Regions from separate parts of the Columba livia genome. Here region 2 is linked to region 1. Evidence: chromatin contacts called from public Hi-C data. All regions are on one chromosome and are shown on one strand. Each heading gives the region's core, a stretch centred on a gene start, on an enhancer-like site or on the middle of the called end of the contact. The rest is flanking DNA. Distances are from core to core; before and after follow the strand shown.

Region 1 (4,169 bases), core at 712-3,211:
GTTTATCATCGGGGTTGCAACAGGATTCGCCTCAATTGTTCTGCCTTTCTCGTGTTTTCCTTTCTTCCCTTTTCTGCATTTCCCAGTTACATTCGCTTTGGTTGCAAAAATAAACATAGGAGTTTTTAACAGCAATTTGAGATGATAATGGTTACTGATCCCATTCTTTCCATCATAATCTTCAAGTGGTTTAAGATTAATGATAGGAGGTGTTTTAGCAAGGAGTGTGGGTTCTCTTCTCCAAAGACCATCGCTATGATAATTTACTTAAGATGTTGACAAGACTGTCAGTAAGGCTAATTTTTTATTAAGCTGTGCTGTAGCGACTGTAGTAAGCATTTGTTGTTGTTATTTAAGCGCATCGTATTTTTGAATGCCTTCCTATAAATATTGTTATCTGGTCTCTGCCTGATGGGATCTGCAACTGAGATTATTCCCCTTGCCTTTGTTTCAAGAAAGGTATCTTCTGATATTCTGATATTCTCTTCCATTCTCCCCCGTTTCCTTACACGCACATTTTGTGAAAGAAAATAAATTTGAGCAACTACTCTTTTGGCCGAGCAAGGCAGATCTTCTGCAAAGCATTGTTTTGGCTGGACTCTGTCTAGGCACAGCCCTGAACAAACAGGACTAGATGCAGGTTTGAGTGCTGGTTTTGTGCCATTTTTTTTTAATGGGCAAAATAACCCTTTAAACCATAAATATGTAACTGTGGTATCCTGGTGTACAAAGAGACTAGGTTGCCTTTTCAAACGCGGGCGATTCATGATTGTATTTGCGGCTGACGAGCAGAGCTCTGCCCTCGCTGCGCACCCCGCGCTGCCCCAGCCAGAGCGGAGCCTTCCGCCGGGCCGGCACCCACGGGCGCTCAGCGCGGCTCCCGTCGCCAGGGCCGGACCCCGCGGTGGGCGGCGGCGGCAGCGCTCTCCCGCACACCTCCGCCCCGGCCCGCCTCCCCACGGGGTCGCGGCCGGGACCGGGCCGGGCTCGCAGCGCTGTGGAGCCGCGCCGGGCTCTGCGTACCCCGCGCTCCTGCCCGGCCGCTTTCCCCTGTCCTCCGCGGAGGCGCCGGTGAGAGCATGGACGGCGGAGGAGGGTGCGGAATAGCCACCTCTCTCTGAGGAAAAAAGTCTGGGGTGAAATCGCGGCAGATCAGTTGGTTTTACCCTTCTGTCGTGTTTTCAATAAACATAAAACTGCGGGCTTACCTATAAATTACCGGGGTCATGTGACACCCATTTGGCAATGGTTTATTGCCCTTTTCATTCCCCCCAGTTGCTTTGCTACGCGCCTGCGGCCAAGCGCGCAGTGGAGGCCGTGCGGGGTGCCGGGGAGCGGAGAGCCAAGCTCGGGTGGAGGCCCCCGAGCACGGCCCGCCTTGCCGCAGGGCCCGTGGGGCGAGCAGGGTCGCGCTGCCCGCGTGGAGCAGGCGTGGGACCCCCGTCCTCCCCATGCGCGCTGCCAAGCGAGACGCCAAGTAAACGGCGGGGGCTACAAAAGCTGTTTATCCTCCTTATCAGCCGCCCGTAGCCGCTATCAGCAGCTCTGCGCTCCCAAAGAAAGGAAAAGGACAGTTTAGTAAACAGTTTATGTTACGGTCCTCCCAGGCTCAAAGGCAGGCGCGGGCCAGCGGAGGCGCTTCCCTGTCACCTGCGGTCTGTACGCAGAAGTGGGCGCGGGCGCGCCCCGCTGCTTGCGCGCCCCTTGAGCCGCGCATCTACCCTACACACCGGCGCGCAGGGAAGCGCGCAGCGCGGGCGGAGGGCTCCTCCGCGGCGGTGCCAGGTGCGGCCAGCAGGGGGCGCTCCGACGTTGCGCCTGGGAGCTCGCGCCGCCGCGCCGCGCGCCCGCCCACGAACACGCGTATACACACAAGACACACGCGTGTACACACACACACATACACACACACTAGCACAGCGTCACAGCCCTCCGTCCAGCTGTGCGTGTTCCCGGGCGCTGGACGCCCCGTGCACGCGCTCCGCCGCACGGGTGTCCCCGTGCCTCTCCCCCTGCGTGTGCGTGCGTGTGCGTGTGTGTACTATACATTATGCAACTTATTAAATACAACGATGAATTGTCAACATTTTTTTCGCCTGTTAGTTCCGCTGATCCGGGCAGGATTTATTTTCCGATCTCGGGTCCCGGAGCTATAATGCGTGATTTCTTTGCCTTAAATAAAATTGGTCAAATGTTGACAACCTTTAAGCCAATCTAACACTCAAGATTACTGATGGGAAACTAATGAGAAAATATCAGATCGTCCGGCCTGGGGGCTCCTAATTAAATCTTAGCTGATTGAAAAATAAAAGCGGGTTCGGGGGCGTGGGGGAGGAGGGAAGAAGCTCCGGGCTGAACTTTAGCTCTCGTTTTACGTGATATTTCCCCAACTTAGCCCCCCCTCCACTGTTCCCCCCTCCCTCCTAAAAATCCTAATGTTATTTCGCTGGTTATTTCGAGAGATCCGAAAGCGACTATAATTCCTTGCCCGGTAAATATTAAGGCCTTTAAGCAACGTGATTTAACTAATTAGAAAATTTACATCATTAAGTCTCAGGGAAAGAAAAAAGGAGAAACAAATCTGCCAGTCATTTTAAAAGAGACAGGCCCTATTGAAGTGTGAAGAAATCGGCTCTAATTCAAAAAGGCAATCGGGCAGAAAAAGCCCTCAACATTACCCTGCTAGTTATTAATCAGAAGGGGTTTCCCCCCCTCTCCTTTCCTGCAATGGCAAGAGCTGAAGCACATCGTTAGTTTCTCCCAAAGCTACCGCACAGTTTCCATTCAGGTTTTTTGCCACTCGTCTATGTCCCATATTAGCAGCGAGTATTTCTCCATTCAAGGCTCATAGATTTGAAAATGTTTCCTAACTGGGGAGCCGGAGCCGCAGAAAAAAATAAGGCTCCCCTCACCTCCGCTCCAGTCAAATACAAGGGCTGAGATGCCCCGTCCCCATTAAAGTGAGGTCCTAAAGTAAATTACTCGGCGAGAACTAGATTATGGCTTTGTTTTGCTCCCTTACCCTGCATTTCTAAACACACACAAGCCTGAAAGTGGAAAGCCCCCCCCCCTTTCTTTTTTCCCAAGGACTAGCTGTGTTCAGTGCCACGCACCAGCCTCAACCAGAACAATATAAAACTTGAGTGAAAATCAGGGAGATCGGATTACTAATGTCGGGCCGTTAATGAAGTGACGCGGGACGCTGATTGCCGGCGCAGCGAGCGGGAGGAGGAGCTGGTGGCCCCCGGTTTAGGGAGCACAGCTGGGGTGGCTGCAAGGGAAGCTCAGAAAGGGGGAGAAATGAAGGAGCTTGGTCCAAACCACCGGGAGTGTTACATCTCTCTCTCTCTCTTTCTCTGTCTCTCTTTCAAACACGCTCTCTAATCCTCTCCTTCCAACTGTTCACAGTGGACTATAGTATAAATAATAAATACATCCTACTCTGCGTTTTCTCTCTCCTAATCTCGAAGAATCTGACAGTCGCTTTAATCAAAGGAGTTTGCCCTGGTTCTTCATGGAGCTAATTTAAGGAATTTTAAACACGTCTCGGACAAAACCAGGTGATAGGGGCCTATTTCTGATCTCACGGCCCGGGGACGAACTCTCCTGTGGCTCGAGGAATTAACCCCGTGTAAATGGGTTCAGGATCAACCTTCTGATGGGGATTTTACTTGGCAGTAGCCTGTAAAGACAAATATTCTGGGGGAAAAAAAAAAAAAAAAAGTCTCTGCAAGCCCTATTCCGGCTTCCAGTTACGCCCCAGTGTTAACTTGTAGTCATCTCTGTAAGCAGATGCCTACAGATATGTAAGGTCTCCACCAGGACCGGACATATTCCTTTAGCAGCGCTACGTCGGCTTACAGAAAGATCGTTTGAGCAGCTCCGCACGATGTGTGAGGGGCAGGCAGGCCGGTCACTGTCTCTCGCCCGCAGCGGTGCGGGCGCGACACCGGTGCCAGCCCAGCCCAGCCCAGCCCGTCCCGCGGGCATCCCACCGCACCCCTCCGCGCATCACACCGCACCCGTCCGCACAGTCCCCTCCGAGATTTTTGAGAAGGGAGAGGGACTTTTACGGAACATGTCCTCCTCAATGGAAACATTTCTCCGTTTCTCTATAAAACCAGCGGAATTACCGCCTTTGTGCCTTGTGGAAACACAGTAAGGCAGAC
Region 2 (4,169 bases), core at 1,040-3,539, 180 kb after region 1:
CCGGCGCTGCGGAGCCGGGCCATGGCGCCGGGCGGCCCGGCGGCACCTACCCGTAGATCGCATCCTTGTCCCGCTTCAGGGCGTCGTTGACAGCGGAGCCCATGCTGGCCGGCATGACATTGGGGTGCGGGGCGTGGGCGCCGTAGTGCTGTCCGGCGTGGAGCGGCGGCCCATGGTTGAGGTGGTGCACCGGGGGGATCGGCCGGGGGGCGTGGGGGTCCCCGTACATGGACGCCGGCACCCCTACTCCGTCCATCCCGCCGTAGTGGGGCAGCTCATCGTACTGTCAAAAAACGGGCCGGAAGAGAAGAAAGAAAGAGAAAGGGGGAGGGGGGGGGAGAGAGAGAGGAATAAAAAAACAAACAAACAAACACAACAAAAGTCAGAAGAGAGTAAAGCACCCGGACAGACACGAACAGAGCAAAATAAAACAAGAACAGCCACAACAGAGAGAGAAATGTGCAAAATGAAAATCAACAGGGATCGGGAGCAGGGGCTGGAGAGGCTGAGGAAGGAGTGGGGGTGCAGGGAGAGGTAAAGGGGGAAAGTGTGTGTGCCTGTGTGTGCGGGGGGAGATGGTCCTCTTCAGCACGGGCAGGAGAAGCCCTAACAAGGAAACGGGGATGAAAAGGAAGGAAACGGAGGAGAGAAACTAGAGTTACTCTGCATTAGAAAGGAAGGACAAAAAAAATAAAACATAAATGAATAAACAAGCAGAATCAAAAGCAACTATATAAATAAATCAACACTGGGAAGGGGAGAATAAAGTTAGGGTGCATCGGGGGGGGGGAGGGAGGAAGATAAAGGGGGAAATAATCTGAAAGTTACCAGAAACATTATTTAGAAGCAATTCCCCTCGTCCTTGTCAAAGCCAGAGACAAAAAAAAAAAAAAAAAAAAAAAAAAGAAAAAAAAAGAAAAAAGGAAAAAAGAAAAAAAACACAAGGCAGCTATATGTGTATACATATATATACGTCCGTATATACACAAACACACATATGTGTTTCTTAGTCTTTCCTAGGCAGCGGCTGTAACGGCAGCAGCAGCAGCAGCAGCGAGCTTTCCCCTGTGAAACCCGTGCTACTGAGCAGGCAGAGAGCAGGGAAATCGCGCTGCTGGGGGAAAAGCTAGAGAGGAAAAAAGCGTGGAACAATTGCAGAGAGAGACACACACAGAGAGACACTCACGCACACACACAAAAAGCTAGTGAATAATTTTTGCTGCTATTTTTTAATAGTGGCCGCCATCATCAGCAGCAACAGAGGAGAGCAAATCGGACAGGCCCCTCTTAAGAGAGGATTTATATATAGGTAAGTGTTGGAGATTTAAACCTACCCTTTGCGCCATCAGTCTGCGCTCCAATAAACTCCTGGATGTGTCGTATATTTAATATCCCAGTCCAGCAAAGAAAGTGATTTAGAGTGAAGAAGATTCCTTTTTTTTTTTTTTTTTGCAACCCACTTATAGACTTCTCCTATCCTCCAATATGGGTAAATAATAATAATAACAACAATAACAACAACAACAATATATAAAAAACAGTCAAGAACCACGATGAGTTTCTGTGTTTTCTTCTTTTTTCTCTCTCTCTTTCCTTTTTCTCTCTCTCTTTTTCCTTTTTTCTTTCTCTACAGAAAAAAAAAAAAAAAAAATTGTCAAGCCCCCAAACTGAAGGTTACGATCGGCCCGTCAGCAACCCACATGTAACCAAACTGTCGTGTCTCATGGCTTTTTGCCACTCCAGCTGTCAATCAAAGCCAGGGAATGTCAAGGTAGTGAATGAATGATGGTTGATGATGATGAAGAAGAGAGGAGGAATCTTTTTAACCCCGGTTTCTTCTTCCAGTAACTCCGCGCTCGGGTTTTGCCTTTTAGGATCGCTATAGGGCTGGTTTTTGTTGTTGTTTGTTTGTTTTTTCTTTTTTTTTTTTTTTTAAGTACTGTGAAGGGGGATGGGGAAAGATGCGAAGAAAAATTGAATAGTTTGCAAAGCCCGGACTTCCCCCTCTCTCTTTTTTTTTTTTTTTCCTCCTCCCGGTAGGTATTTTGTCTCCCTCTCTCTCTCGCTCTCTGAGATGAGTGAGTGTCAGTAAGTGTTGGCAGGTTGGCTGCTGGCTGCCTTATAGAAGAGGCTCAGTTTTGCAGCGCTGATCGGCGGGAGAATGAAGTGACGGAACCCGGAAGTAGTGGTGGCCATAGCCAGTCCTGCAGCGCGGCGGCGGCGGCGGCGGCGGCGGCGGGGAGCGGCGGCGGCGGGGAGCGGCGGCGGAGCGCGGGGCGCGGGCGCGGGGCGCGGGGCGGCCCAGCCGGCGGAGCGCCGGTGATGCGCAGCGCGCGGCAGGGCGGCCGCGGCGCCGCGCGGGGGGAGCCGCGCAGCAGCCCCTGCCCCGAGCGAAGCAACGCGTGTAGGAAGGAGCGAGCGAGCGAGCGTGCGAGAGAGAGGGAGGGAGGGAGGGAGGGAGGGAGCAGAAAGGGAGGGAGGGAGGGGAGGAAGGACAGGGAGAGTGCGTGTGTGCGAGAGGGGGGAGAGGCAGGGGAAAACTGCAGAGAGCGAGAAGAAAAGTGCGATAGAAGCCCAGCCCCGGGTTGGTTTGCGCTAGATTATTTTAGCAACAAAATACCTTCCGATTAACCGCGATGTTTAGTGTCTGATTTATGCGCTGAATTATTTATTTAAATCGCCGGCTATCGCTGTTGCGGCGAAGAGTATGCGAGTCCGGGGGCACGGAGAGCTACAGCGTACGGGGGGGCGCGCAAAGTTGATCTTCCCCGGGAAGCGAGCCTGCTCCGGCCAAGTACGCGCCTCTCCGCCAGCATGTTATGTTGCAAGTGTGGTTTCTTTCCTTTGACAATTCATTGTGCTTTTCTAAAAATTAATTTTCCAGGGCATGACGAGAAAGCCTCATTCAAACCGTGTTTGGCACCGCTCTTCATAAAGTGATCGCTGCTATCAAGCGCGCTGTGGATGTCTTGGGGGGAGATGCTCAGGGGGGGGAAGAGGGGGAAATCCCTTTTTAGTTTTGCGATTAGGCTGCCAGGCTTTGAAAAGGGCTTAAAAACAAAGTCATGCTCAGCCTTTTGTAGGAGAGATCCAGATGTTATGTAGATTTTTGTTTGCATGTTCTTTTTGAGCGGATCCGGCGGCGAGCGCTGTATTTACGTGTGTATGTTGCTGGACTTTGCCGTATATCGACGCTGCGCTTGTGGAATGCGTGCTGAAGTATTAGTTCGGTAATGCCTTCTAATGGTGGTGCTAATTACAATGGGGTTATTTAGCAAATTAAGTGCGATGATGCACCCCCCCCCCCCCTTGAGCACCAAATGAACTTTTCCAAACACACACGCACGCACACACACAGACGTTAATTTTGGTGTGTTTCTCTCGCCCAATCACTTTGCCGGAGCTAAACCGTGCCTTACCTCCGAGCAGTCAATTACCAAAGCTACCCGGGATCATCAATCATGGGGGATGCTTGAAGTTTAGGGGAGGAGCGATGGTCAAACTATCGATTGCTGCAGTTTTGTCCTCCCAACCCCCCACCCTCGTTCACGGTCCCCTGCACATAAAATCTAAAACAGACTATACCGTTAATAGTGGGATTTATCAATGATTATGTACCCAGTTGTGAATGTGGCCTCATACATTGATGGCTTTTAAAAATACACGGCAGGAAAAATATGAATTATTCAAATAGTTTTTATTTGCGTTTGTTTTGCTTTTCGTGATGACGACGATGGTTTTAAGATTTTTTTTTAACTTTAAGAAAATTACTCAAGGGGTAGTTATAGATATTTGGCCTGATTTTAATAGGCGTACGGAATGAGCTCCAGAGGTCAATAAACCCCTCCAAAATGATGAATGATTGAGTACCTGTGATGATGATAGTGATTACCGGAGCAATTAAACAGTTTGATTAAATGAGCCATCATAACAATGATGTCTGCGGGAAATCAGCCCTCACATATAAAGAAAGATAGTGTGGAGGGCTGACAAACGCCAGTGGGCATTCCTGCGTGTTCCGATAGCGCCGGACCCTGCAGAGCAGGGCTCTATTCACAAATATAGAGGGAATAAGGAGAAAAGTCCTTCTCCTACTTTTAGCCAGAATTGTGCCCTGCTTAAAACCCGCCAGAAGCCGGAGAGAGCAGACCCGTTGTTTTTTTCCTAGA

What was found. A called contact is a pair of places that touch in the nucleus more often than the background predicts.
Region 2: a contact with region 1 is called in a Hi-C map of liver, with 2.3 times the contacts expected there. The contact joins the promoter of MEIS2 here to the enhancer-like site in region 1. A contact is called at or near these places in 2 of 2 Hi-C or Micro-C datasets (crop and liver).

What each region holds. Positions count from the first base shown.
Region 1 is chr5:33,383,795-33,387,963 of bColLiv1.pat.W.v2, forward strand. No RefSeq gene overlaps it. Among named protein-coding and RNA genes, the nearest start is that of CDIN1, 170 kb to the left of the region's middle. Within about 2 kb of position 1,962, at least 3 of the 3 cell types and tissues checked have an H3K27ac peak away from gene starts, as active enhancers do.
Region 2 is chr5:33,563,087-33,567,255 of bColLiv1.pat.W.v2, forward strand. It overlaps MEIS2 (Meis homeobox 2), which reads right to left and starts at 2,290. Exons shown (of 14, transcript XM_065064199.1): 1 at 1,335-2,290; 2 at 51-283. The coding sequence starts at 1,346. It overlaps LOC110358654 (a long non-coding RNA gene), which reads left to right and starts at 2,271. Exons shown (of 2, transcript XR_010472938.1): 1 at 2,271-2,584; 2 at 4,169.